Linked DNA regions of Mus musculus: all the other regions are linked to region 3. Evidence: chromatin contacts called from public Hi-C and HiChIP or PLAC-seq data. All regions are on one chromosome and are shown on one strand. The core of a region is the stretch at or near the end of the contact, and the rest is flanking DNA. Distances in the headings are between cores, read along the strand shown.

Region 1 (3,959 bases), core at 543-3,042, 76 kb before region 3:
ATCCTTTCACCAGGCCTCTGGCCCCTGATTGCTGAAATGTCTGCTCTTTGTACTTAGCAACATAGCCACCCAGGCCTCTTTATCCATGCTTCCTTGGAAAGTGTTCAAGTTGACCAGAAATGCCCTTATTAGATAGAGAGAGTACTGTAAATGAGGGGAATCTTGACCTACAAGGACAAGAGTTCCCTCCAAACGTTGAAGAGTTAAGAGAGCATAATACCAGATCAGGAATAAAAAGGCGGCTGTTGCCACATTCTCTGAGCTGGGACTTCACTGCCAAGAAATAAATTGTAAAGTAAAAATTAATAAGAAAATGTTTGAAACTGTACACGAACTGCTTTGAATTAATGAGAAAAAGCAAACCCTAAATTTTCAGAATGTATGGCAGTTTCTAGCTAGCATTACTTGGTTAGTGAAGGCACTGTGAGGCTGAGTTTCTAAGAAACACTGATCTCTTGTATTTAAACTCGGAATCTACTTCAGTTGATGTGCAATAGTCAAGATTCTGGTCTGGTCTTCTCAGAGATCTATGAGTTTTTATACGGAACAAAAAGCTACAGAAATATCTCACATGTCTAGAAGTGCTTCATTAACAACTGAGTATAAATGCTTACCTATAAAACAGTTGGAATAGCCTAAACATGAGCTGAAAAGTAACAATAGACGTACCAAGTGGACAGAAAAAAAAAAAACATGACGCTTCTGCACCACCCATAGAACTGCAAGCAGCCAAGGAAGGCTGAAATTCTCGAGACATAGTCTATCCCAGGGACAAGCATATCAACTGATTATACAGTATCAAATACTCAGTCTTGAAAACGCACGCACACACACACACACACACACACACACACACACGTGCGCGAGTGTGTGTGTGTGTGTGTGTGTGTAACATCATACAGATTGAATAGGCTATATTTAGAAATATATGCATATTTGTGTTTGCAACAACTAATGAGTAAAGAAGTCATGAGTTTGAAAGGTAGTAAGGAGAGGGTTTGGAAGGAAGAAAGAGAAGAGAGAACTGTTGTCATTAGATTATAACCTCAAAAGTTAAAGAAATAGAAATAATAAAAGAAAAAGTGTTGGGGGTAAAAATTATACTGAACCATTTCCTGAACACACTGAAGATTATCACCTATGTGTTCAGATGAAAAATATGATGAGTAATGTTGATTTACAGGATCTATAATACATAGCCTAGACAGACAAGCCTCCAGGCAAAACTGTAAGGGTTCAGTTTGGGCTATGTCAGCCTCTAGTGATACCTGTGAAGGACTATCTAAGATTGGGTTAATCAAGGAGCTAAAAACCATCTCGTTAATATATTTATTTTAATAGTTCTAGCTGAAATTTAATTGCATCATTCTCTTCTCTTCTTTCTCTCACATTCCACCTGGTTATCTTCCCTTGAACCCCTCCAATGTCTTTCCATCACTTTCAGACTGAGGGTCCTGGAGTGAAGCTGAAGGAGACAGTGAATTAAGAACTAGCATTGGTCAGTCTATTCTTCCAGTCTGTGGATGTGATGAGCTGCCTCAAGTACCTGCAATCATGATGTGCTCAGCATGCTGTGAGCTAAAACAAACTCCTTGTCTCTTCAATGGCTTTTTGTTAGGGCTTTTTATCCCAGAAGTACGAACAATAACTAATAAAAGTATAGTCTTTCTTTGCAGGTAAATCAAGAACTGAAGAATGATAAATTCAAACACATGGATCCAAAACCACCCAGTGTCTGAGTCAGAGATGACCATTCCTTTGGTCCTCACCAGTCTGCGCTCCCCTTCCCACAGTTTCCTCTGTCCTAACTGTGATCATTTCCTGTACCCATTTGCTCATGAGTCATCTCAGCCACTTTATGTCTTCAGATTTCCCTGCATCCAGCCCCTTGCTCCTTGGAATCTTCTGGAGAAGAAAGTCATGTAATAGTTTTGCCTGATACTTCTGTGAAAGTACATTTCCACTCAGAACACTTCTGACAATTCAGAAATGCTTCTCATCTTTGAAACCATACCAAGTGCCTGTGCCATGTTTTGAACCTTCCACATCTTTCTTTGCCACAGCCTCTTTGAACTGTGCTCATTAGCAGTTTGGACCAGCCTCCTTTATTCTGGGAAAGTCATCCTTACCTCTCCTACTAGGTGCCTCTACTTGTTCTCATTTCATTCACAATCAATGACTCTCAACATATGTGAAATTATTTCATCTATAAGCTCATAGCAACCCATCCTTTGGTGACAGAAACAACTATTCCTTAAAGACTGCAAACTATTTACCAAGCAATATTCTTTGATGGCAACATGGTTTCCTCTCCCAACCAATTAGCTTTTAAAACCTTCCAGTGTTAGGGTTTTAACTACCCATCTTCTCAGGCATATGCTTGTGAATATAAAAAGAATCCTTACATTAAAAATCCCATTCTATTAGAAAGTGAAGTCATCTCTTAGCGAGCTACTCCATAAATGATCAGATATTTTTATCGGTAACATACAGACTCCCCCAAAGAATAAAATATTTCATATTTTTCTTAAGCCATATACATATCAAAAGGTCATGTTAGTTTCTAATGTGCCTACAGTTACAAGAAAGAAAATATCAAGAAACTGTGTGTCTCCTCATTCAAAGACAATAAACTTACCTAGTTTTTATGACTGAAATTGTCCTCTCTTAGGATAACAAAAGTCTTTTCTGCATCTGTAGAAATTTCAGCTTTCTGAAATTTCTCACAAATTTCCTCCTACAAATAAAATCTGTACATATAGAGTGTATCTGTTCTGAAATCGAGATCATAATAATACTAAAACACAAACATTAATATTTTCAACATTGCTCCACTATACTGTCTTCCATAGACAAACATCCCTATGGGCAGTACCACTGAAAAATCTTGATGAAACGAATGAGGTAGTTTATCAGTATTTTCTAATTTAATTGGAAAAGAAAAACATATTCAATTATCTATGTGCAATCTGGTGCCTGCTCCATGCACTCTTTAGCACTGCTGTGAAGGTTGCAAGATCAATTTGCTGAGAGCAACATAGTTCACAGGCAACAAATGGGGAGAGGAGCAGGTATTTTGTAGACAAATTCCTGTGTGTATGGTGAATGAAAATATCTTTTCATTAAAACGTCTTTTCTCATAAAGGATACAAATTTATAAGTTGTCACACATCAAAGTAATGTCATTTGCAGCCTCTGAGGACCTATGTTTGCAGTGATGACTAAATGGCCCCTGGGGAAACAACGTAGTAATAAACAAAACAAAAACAAAACAAACAAAAAACTTCTGAATAGCATTGCTTCCTTTGAATCCACACCCTCTTACTACTCTAGGGGAAAGGCTATGTCACATGCACTGTGAAAATGGAGGAGACATATGCATTATACCCAGAAGTCAACAAAAGCAAACACACATTTCAACTTCTAAGAAGAATCTATTAGCTGACCCTTGTTGTGAACAATCCTCTTTTACCCCACAAGTCTCAAATCCACATTTTTAGAAATTGTAAACTAATTAACAATGTTTTATATTTCATAAAACTACCTTCATAAAAGTTCTTGAAGTTTCTCATTATCAACATATATGTAATGTTGTTTTAGAATCCGAAGGGTCTGTAACTTTACATTTTTAGCATATAGACTAAAGCTTACAGGGCACAGAAATAGACAAATTAGGTAGCAAATTCATGAAGATAAAAATTCCATCAGAGCAGGCTGTAAAATAAACGCAAGAGAGTCAGCAACAGAGAGAAAACCACGCTAATGGCTGTGGCTTGAGATAATGTTGTGCTGACACAGTAGAAACAGGGCTGCAGGAGGTGAAATATGACTGGAATCCAGAGGCTGGAATTCCTTATGGGTATACATTTTTAAATCAAAGTATTAAGTGAATATTGATTTTTTTTACCCCTTTTCATGATTGAAGTATGGTTTTCAAAAGGTAGGCAAGAAAATAAGTC
Region 2 (3,963 bases), core at 1,431-3,930, 120 kb before region 3:
CTAAAGTGTCCAAGAACTGGGAATTATATAGGTCAGGAGACTAGGGAAAATGCCACTGCTACCATTAAACTAAAGGAACAAAGCGATGGAATGATTACTAATGACACTCTGCTATTCCCATAGATCAGGACCATACTTGACTTTCATCGGAGAAGCTCCTTCTCAGAGTAGGTGGACATTAACACAAAGGCCTACAACTGGACACTATGCAACAAGTGAAGCATTCAGTATTAAATGGGATGTTATCCTCAAAGTCTTGCACTCAAAGCTCAATGATATCTGTGGAAGAAGAGGGGGAAAGATTTTAAGAGCCAGAGGTAAAAGATGACTCAAAGATGACTCAAGGTAACACAACAAGCTGATGAACTCACAGAGAGTGTGGTAGCATGCACAAACAAGACTTTCACTGGTTCACAGGTTCAGGTCTGAGGAGGTTTCAGTCCTGAGAGAGGCAGAGAGGGGTGGGTAGTGAAGGAGGGAAGGAGAGAAGGAGGGAGGGAGGGAGGGAGGGAGGGAGGGAGGGAAGACAGAGACAGAGTGACACATAGAAACAGAGAGAGAGGAAGAGACCCAGAAATGGAGACAAAGGCAGAGATAGAAGGAGAGGTGTGAGCACAGGGTCCCACCCCTAACCTAAATTGATACCTTCAGGCAAAGGGAAAACCATTTTTCTTCAGTTCTTCAATGGGGCGTCACTAGATATATTAGCCACACTCTAGATCAGGATCTATACCCAGAAGTAGTGGGCCAGCACACACAGACAGAAAACAAACAAACAAACAAACAAAAAAACCCAACTTCCATGATATTTAGTTAGGTTTTTGTTTTGTCTTATTTGGGCATTTTGCACTATTATTATTATTATTATTATTATTATTATTATTATTAGTGTGTGCGCACATGCATGTTTGAAAGAGAAAGGGTGAGGAGGAACCTCATAAAAGATAAAAGTTGGGTGGGTAGAGAGGGGGAGAGGATCTGAAGGAAGTTTCCAAACACATGAACACACTCTCTATGGCAACACAAGTCGACTGCACTAGCAGCTGAAGCACGGTCCATGTGCTCAGGATGGTGTGGGCCTATACCAAGCTTCCCTCCTAGCAAGTCAGACAATCTCTAGGAGTTGGTTAACCAGTGTGTACTTATATTGTCTGGCTATAAAATTAAGGGCAATGATGGTATCAATCCCACAGTGTTGTCACTAATGTAACAAATAACTGTGCATTAAGTTTTGCTAAGAAGTAATTGTCAGGTACCATGTCCTCACTCATGCTAGCCACCGCACCTGCCTGCCTTGTACTTATTAGGGTAATAGAAGCAGTGCACCCAGCATTGTAAGGGCAGATGAGGGGGCTGATGGATAGGAAGCAGAAGGCATTTCCCTGAAAGGACCATTTGTATTAAGTCCTCATAGATGAAAACTCAGTCGTGTGGAAGAAATCTGGATGAAACTCAATGAACTGGGAGCACACGTTCTCATGTGTGCAGCCAGTGCTGCCTGAGAGTTGGGTCCAGGTAGAAGCAATGGAGGAAAACACAGCTGGGAGAAATCAGGGAAAGATATCTAGAAAGTGGTTGAAGCAAAGCTTAAAGAATTTAGCTTTTTATCCCACAATGAATGTGGAGGTAAGAAAGGGAAGTGTGAGTGATTTTGAGGATGGAAGTTATGTTCAAATGCTTTTGCTGTTGATAATTATTGTTACTAGCAATGGGGACCAAACACAGCTAGAGTTAGAGAGCCCAAGTGTTAGAGAACCCTGCCTGAAACTCCAATTTCTTATACAATTGTGAGAAAACAGGGCAGTTGGGATAAATAAAGGTAGACATAGTAAATAAAGAGACAGGATGAATGTTTCCAAAGTAAAATCGATAAGAGTTTCAGTACGTTTGCTGACTCCTCAAGCTCCAAAGTTCACATTTCGCAACATAGCTAAGTACACTGCTCACTTGAAGAACAGCTAATGCACAGGCTCTGTGGGAGTGTGTGTGAAATCACACACTAGCTAGGCAAATAGGAATGCGGACTTTTGTGTTAGCTCTTTGGGGAAGCTTGAGACTAAATACGCAGAACAGTCCAAAGCAAATATTAACACAGGCAGTGTTAGGTGCCTGGGTTTCTAAATGAAAATTGTTAAGGTAGAGTGCTTTAACACTTTCCAGCCCTGTTTATTGTGTGCTTCAGATTATGGAAAGAGAAAAACGAAAAAGATGAACTTAAATAATTCCCTCTCTGTTTTATTTGAGTTTTGTGTTTACTAGTTGGAGCTTTTGACCAAGGGGTCAAAACTTTTAATTTATACTTATTTTTCTTCCTTTCTAGAAAATTCTGAATTTAGCGCCTCCAGAGTGTTTTGAAAACACTTCTGTTTCAACAGAGGACACTGCAAGTCTCTGGTGTCAAGTGTAAAGACCTTGCAGTGGTGTGGCATCTGTACCAGTTCAAGGTGACATATGACCAAGATAGTTGCCAATGACAACTGTTGCCAGCCACTTGCTAGAAATCTTCAAGGGTAACATGACGCAGAGTGCATTTCCTGTATGGAGAGCATAGAACGATTTACTTTTTTATCCTTATCGATGTCTTTGGAATGTTTCTGGTAACTGAGGCTTAGCAGTCTAGTCTGTTCTGATGTCTCTGTCCAAGCTGAACAAAAGGGTAATTGAGCAAACTGTGCTCTGGTCTGCCTGGAAGTCAATCCATCTATCTAACCTGCAGCTGCCTGACTGATGGCCTTTCTTCTATTCACCCCTCAGTCACTTTTGTATTCTCTCCTCAGATGCCCTGTCTTTGAGAAGTGATCTTTCAAAGCACAGCATCAAGCGTCCAGAATGGCCACCTCTGACAATCATGTGTGTATATTCCTTTTTGAAATGTCTGCCATTGAGGTTGAATAACAGATAAAATATCTTTATTGAAAATCAACCACAGGTGTTTTAATGATGGTTCAGTGGTTAGAAGCACGTGCTGCCCGTTCAGTGGACCAGGGTTCCAGTCTCAGCGCCTTCATGGTGGCTCCCAACTGTCCGGAACTTTAGTTCCTGGGATCTCATACCCTCTGCTGGCTTCAATAGGTGGCAGGCATGCACAAGCATGAACACACACACACACACACACACACACACACACACACACACCACATACATACATGCAGACAAAACCCGAACACACCAAAACCAGAAATAAATAAATCTTTTAAGCAACACAACAAGATATATCACTTGTCAGCCTACAGGTGAAAGAACACCAGCATAAGAGATCAAACAATCAAGGGTTTATGATTAAATACTTGCTTTCTTGCAACACACCTAACTTCTGGCTAACAGAACAGAAAGCATAAATGTTCTCTGATTCACACTCCCCATTACGAAGAAAGTAAAGGGTCGATTTTGTTGAGATCTGCAACTTCATTGCTTTCTTAACTCAGTGGACAAATGCTTAAAGAGGACAGTATGTCAGACTTCTTAATTTACCATAGGAGTTTCCTAGTTACAGCTTAGTAATGCCACTGAAATCACCTTGGCTTGAATTTCTGACTGGCTGTATTTAATATATATTTGTGTGCGCACGTCTGTGTGTGTGTGTGTAGGTGTGTGTGTGTGTGTGTTGAGTACTATTGTGTGATAGTTCAACTAGCAGAATTCAGTTCTATTCTTCTACCATATGGGTCTTACGGGGCAAACTTAGGTCATCCAGCTTGTCAGCAAGAACACTTATCTGCTGAGACAGCTCACTGGCCCTGACTGTGCATCTGTTGACAAGCATTTGTAGCTGTGAATTTTGCTTCCTTCAGACTGATTATTACTCTCTCTTACAAATTATTAAACATGCTATTCCGTTGCTGAAGCATAGCACATGGTTTGGATGCTAGCAAGCCCTATGGATTGGCTTGTGAGGGTAAAACCACGTTGGAGACAACCCTGCCACAAGCAGAAGGCCATGAGGTCTCAAATGTAATAAGATGA
Region 3 (4,055 bases), core at 560-3,059:
CCTGGAAGGATTCCGAGCGTTTGAATACTCCTCTGTGGCTTCAACTCGCCAACAACTGAAGGGGTGTACAGAAATAAAAGATGGGAAAAGAAAGTGAGACCTGTTTTAACCCCTCCTAAATGTAAAACTTAAAAAGAGAGAGAAGAAAAAACAGGCAGAAACCAGAATAACAAGGAGTAGTTTAACCCCCAACTATCCAGGACACAGTGGGAAATCAAAACTTCAAAGGATTAGATCCTCAGGCTCCGCAGGGAAAAGTGCCTGCCGCTTGAATGAATGACTGGGAGCGCATAGCGGGCTGGGCAGGACCAAGGAATGGCAGCCAGCAGGCCAGCTGGCGGACCACGGGCCAGGGATGTCCCCTGGGGGTGAGAAAAGGGGTTCCCCACAAGATATTCTGGTTGGTGGGAATTTTGTCGTTTTTCTTTGAGGACTCTCTGTAGAAGTGAGAACTGAGGCGCTACCACTGGGTGTGGAAACCAAGAAATCCCTCGCTTTAAGGCTCGCAAACCTGACTGCTAACCCAGTCCACGCTGCGTGACTCGGCTGCCATCAACCCTACACTAGCTACCCACTAGACAATGCAGCTTCTATTTCAGTATTATTATTATTAAAAAAAAAAAGATAGTCAAAACCCTCCTTATCCCCTGCCATTCCTCCCAGGTCTTCACATTATGACCAAGAGGAAGTTACTTAGGGGATTTATCGTGACAAAGTGCCAGCAGTTATTTCACCTCAAAGCCCAGCGAAAGGAAACTGCTCTGAGTGCAGTGAATTGTACTTTGATACCAAGAGACTGGAGGGACGGTGCGGGGGAGAGAGTTCAGCAGATCTTGCCGGGGGGGGGGGGGTCCTGCACCCTCAAGCTAAGCCTCACCCAAAGTTCCTGGAGATGTGCTTAGTTTTCAATCTCGCTGCCCAAACCTGAGCAGACCAGTCAAGCCTAAAACGTGTGACACAGGTGACTGTTCCCAGGGACAGATCTGTGTCCCCCGCGCGCCTTTATGGCTCCCATACTTTGCTAAGCACACGCTAGAGCGCACAGCCCCAGGCCTCCCGGGGAACCGCCCCCGGTCCGCAACAACCACTACAGTGGGGCTGTTCAGAGGCCAAAAGCTTACCTGGTCTGAGGACCGCGGCGGAGATCAAGAGGCAGAAAACCAGACGGCAAGAAGGGGACACCTTAGATGCCATATTCCTCCTCCTAGAAGGCCACCGACAAAGTCCACGCCGCAGGAGGGGGCGTCGTCCCCGGGCCCACGGGGCCCGCTCGCTTGTGGGTCTCGCCTTAGGGGGACAGCGACTTTTTTCCAAGACACACGGTCCCCCGGGGACTGTGGCGCTGCGCCGTCGGGTCTGTGCCACACGCAACTTTCCTCCACGCGGAACCCGCAACTCCTCCCTCCCCCCCTCCACACCCTTCCTCAGTGTCTCTGGCAGCTACTCCCAGGACGGGCGACCCTCTTATTCCAGGAGACGCTTCAGTAGTCAGTCAAGGTAGACGCGGTTTCTTTTTGGATGCTGTCTTCTAGTAGTTTCTCTTCTTGCAAAGGAGAGGATAAGAAGAGTGATGAGAGTTGCACCGTGCACGGATCACCGGGAGCAGAGAAGGGTCGGCGGGGCAGCGCCGCGGGGTCCCGACGGTGGGTCTCCTCAGGTGGCAGCCGAGGCAGAGGCTGTAGCGGCGGCAGCTGGAGCAGTGGCGGCGGCCGCGGGCTCCGGCTGCTCTGAGTGGAGGACGGGAAGGCGTGTGTAAGCTGCCTGTCTCCTCCTCCCGCTCCTCCCGCTCCTCCTGCTCCTCCCGCTCCTCTCTCCCGCCCAGCTTCCTCGGCGGCAGCGCGGAGCAGGTGGTTGGAGCGCCGATCCGCAGCCTAGAGGCGCTGCAGGACCAAGTCGGAGACTGAGCAGAGCTGGCGGCCCCTGGTGGGAGAAGAGCCTGATGCCCCAGCCCCCGCGCTCTGGTGGGCGGGGCTGACATCGACTCCGCCTCCCACAGGACACGCTGGCCAATGAAGAGCGGGATCGAGAGTAGGGGGCGTGACGGGCTGGATTCGCCAGTGTCTGGCTCTTACCAGGGGATTCTCAGCGCCCCAAAGACATAGGATCTGAGATCTTTTGCTGTCCTCCCAGCCTGGCCACATAGCTGTCTTCTTGCACTCCGAAGCCCAGTCCACTGGCTCACTCCTTAGGGATTTTTCTTCTCGACGAGGGTACCGCCTTCACCTTCTGTAGAGTTGTTGGGGCGAAGAGCTCACCTTGGGTCCTCTTGGACTAGGACTGAGGAGGTGGAAAAGATGGAGATTCTCCACCCGGAGGCTCACGGAAACAGCTACTGGTGGTTGAGAGTAATTTCCCCCACTTTGAAGAGAAGGTTACTCCTTCTCGAATTCGCCGTTCTTCTGTTCCCCTAGTCCTGGCTGGCGTACACTTTATCAAAGCAAATCATTTAATCAACTATCCAGTACCGAAAAGCAGAAGAGATTTTTGTGCTCCCCCTTCGCCCCCATCTCCTTCCCGGTGAGAATTAGGACTCTAGACCATAACACACGTCGCCACACTGATTTTCAAAACGTTCTTTAAAGAAAAAAAAAGTCACGTTTACTTTTAATTAGGTGACGATTTGAAGTTACAAAACAAAATCCAGAGTTACTCAGATTAAAAACCTACGCCTCCTGGTCCTTTCCAGAAAGCCAGGCATCCAGCAGATGGACGGGGCTTCTCAGGCAATTTCAAAAGCTTGAACCACCTCCTAGGCGTAGCATCGGGAAGCCGTGTCGCTTTCAGTTCATGCAGAAAGCATAAAGGAATATTTTCCTCTAAAACACCAGGGTGGAGCTGTTGGGACCGTAAGTGGCTCTAACTCAAGATTGCAGGATCACAACTCTTAATGCCCTCAGCATAATAAAATCCTGGTCCCTGAACCACCTCGCAAGGGCATGAAATAGTCTTTGGTGCATCACAGGGTCACCCCCTGTGTGAAGCCAGTCTCCAGCAGGGAATGCTAACTAGCCTCACGGGACTTTGTCTTCAAAAGATTGGGAACCACCAGCTACTTGCAAGTGGATATGGGGGGTGTCTAAGTGTGCAGGCAGAAGCTTCGTACAGACACACACACACACACACACACACACACACACACACGAATGCGCAAGCGCACAGACAAACACAGACACGGATCTTTGAATCCCTTTCCTTTCGTGCTTGAAATTATTAAACTCTGTCTTCAGCTGTGATTTTCCCCCCAGCGCCTCCCTGTCTTGTTCTCCTCGCTTTTACAGTATTGTAGGATAGATCTCTTATATTTTTCCTCCGAAAATCCTTTTTCCCACATGGTTTTAACATTTACATTTCATTTGCATCTTATGAATCAACAGGAAGGCTAAATGCTAGGGGCAAATGCCTGTTAACTCTGCATTTGGTGCACAGAGCTAAACTGCTGGCACGCTCATGGGAACCTACAAGATTCCTTTAGGGAATTTTTCTTCAAACTGCAGCCAGCCTAAAATAGAGTGTTTGGGAATAAATCACTCTAATTGTGTTTCTTCTGAATCTTCAGATTATCTGACTATTTTGAGGTGAAACCTAACATAGCATATCGTTGCTAAATAAATAAATAAATAAATGGCAAAGATGGCATGTCAGATCCTGGCTTTTACAGTGTCTGACGAGCATATCTAAGCCTCTCTAAGCCCCACTCACTATCTTCACTTTTGAAAGGGGATATCCGTTGTTGAGGACTCATTGGATTGATTATTCTGAGTAAATGAGATCTCCTAGGTCACTGGCCAGCCACAGCAGCAGGTGCTGGCCTTTTGGGAAATGGAACCTAGAGAAAACACTGATTTGCACTCGGTGAGTGACCTTGCTCAAAAGTCAACCTCTCACAATTAAATTGTGATGGCGCGTTAGCAAACCACTGTTCAAGGCACATCAAAATAAAAGAAAAATTACAGACATTAGCATGCACCTCATCCTAAGCACAATTCTATGCATAGATATTTGAATATATAGTCAATTATCTTCAGAGTTTCCGTTAGAGAGGAATATGTTCTACT

The links. A called contact is a pair of places that touch in the nucleus more often than the background predicts. HiChIP or PLAC-seq counts read pairs in DNA pulled down with a chosen protein or histone mark.
Region 1: an H3K4me3 HiChIP or PLAC-seq map of bone marrow-derived macrophages shows a contact between it and region 3, with 4 times the contacts expected there. The contact joins the enhancer-like site here to the promoter of Alcam in region 3. A contact is called at or near these places in 1 of 39 promoter capture datasets (liver), 1 of 15 datasets of contacts at CTCF or cohesin (the NIH/3T3 cell line), 3 of 484 Hi-C or Micro-C datasets (the HL-1 cell line, bone marrow-derived macrophages and brown adipocytes), 2 of 115 datasets of contacts at active chromatin or transcription factors (CD8 T cells and bone marrow-derived macrophages) and 2 of 9 other capture datasets (adipose tissue and pancreatic islet).
Region 2: a contact with region 3 is called in a Hi-C map of liver, with 2.9 times the contacts expected there. The contact joins the enhancer-like site here to the promoter of Alcam in region 3. A contact is called at or near these places in 3 of 39 promoter capture datasets (3T3-L1-derived adipocytes and liver), 2 of 15 datasets of contacts at CTCF or cohesin (CD8 T cells and the NIH/3T3 cell line), 12 of 484 Hi-C or Micro-C datasets (the C3H10T1/2 cell line, the STO cell line, brown adipocytes and 4 more), 11 of 115 datasets of contacts at active chromatin or transcription factors (CD8 T cells, bone marrow-derived macrophages, embryonic limb bud and 7 more) and 2 of 9 other capture datasets (adipose tissue and pancreatic islet).

Annotation. Positions count from the first base shown.
Region 1 is chr16:52,375,224-52,379,182 of GRCm38.p6, forward strand. The region is part of intron 1 of Alcam (activated leukocyte cell adhesion molecule); the gene reads right to left. Among named protein-coding and RNA genes, the nearest start is that of Gm41461, 4.4 kb to the left of the region's middle. Within about 2 kb of position 1,793, at least 12 of the 459 cell types and tissues checked have an H3K27ac peak or open chromatin away from gene starts, as enhancers often do. A contact at or near this core is called in the HL-1 cell line and bone marrow-derived macrophages, where this site is marked.
Region 2 is chr16:52,331,836-52,335,798 of GRCm38.p6, forward strand. All of the region lies in intron 1 of Alcam (activated leukocyte cell adhesion molecule), which reads right to left. Gm32597 (a long non-coding RNA gene) reads left to right here. Exons shown (of 6, transcript XR_003951905.1): 2 at 124-345; 3 at 2,321-2,444; 4 at 2,778-2,850. Among named protein-coding and RNA genes, the nearest start is that of Gm32597, 2.4 kb to the left of the region's middle. Within about 2 kb of position 2,681, at least 10 of the 459 cell types and tissues checked have an H3K27ac peak or open chromatin away from gene starts, as enhancers often do. A contact at or near this core is called in hepatocytes, liver and pancreatic cancer cells, where this site is marked.
Region 3 is chr16:52,451,272-52,455,326 of GRCm38.p6, forward strand. Alcam (activated leukocyte cell adhesion molecule) reads right to left here and starts at 1,810. Exons shown (of 16, transcript NM_009655.3): 1 at 1,122-1,810. The coding sequence starts at 1,194.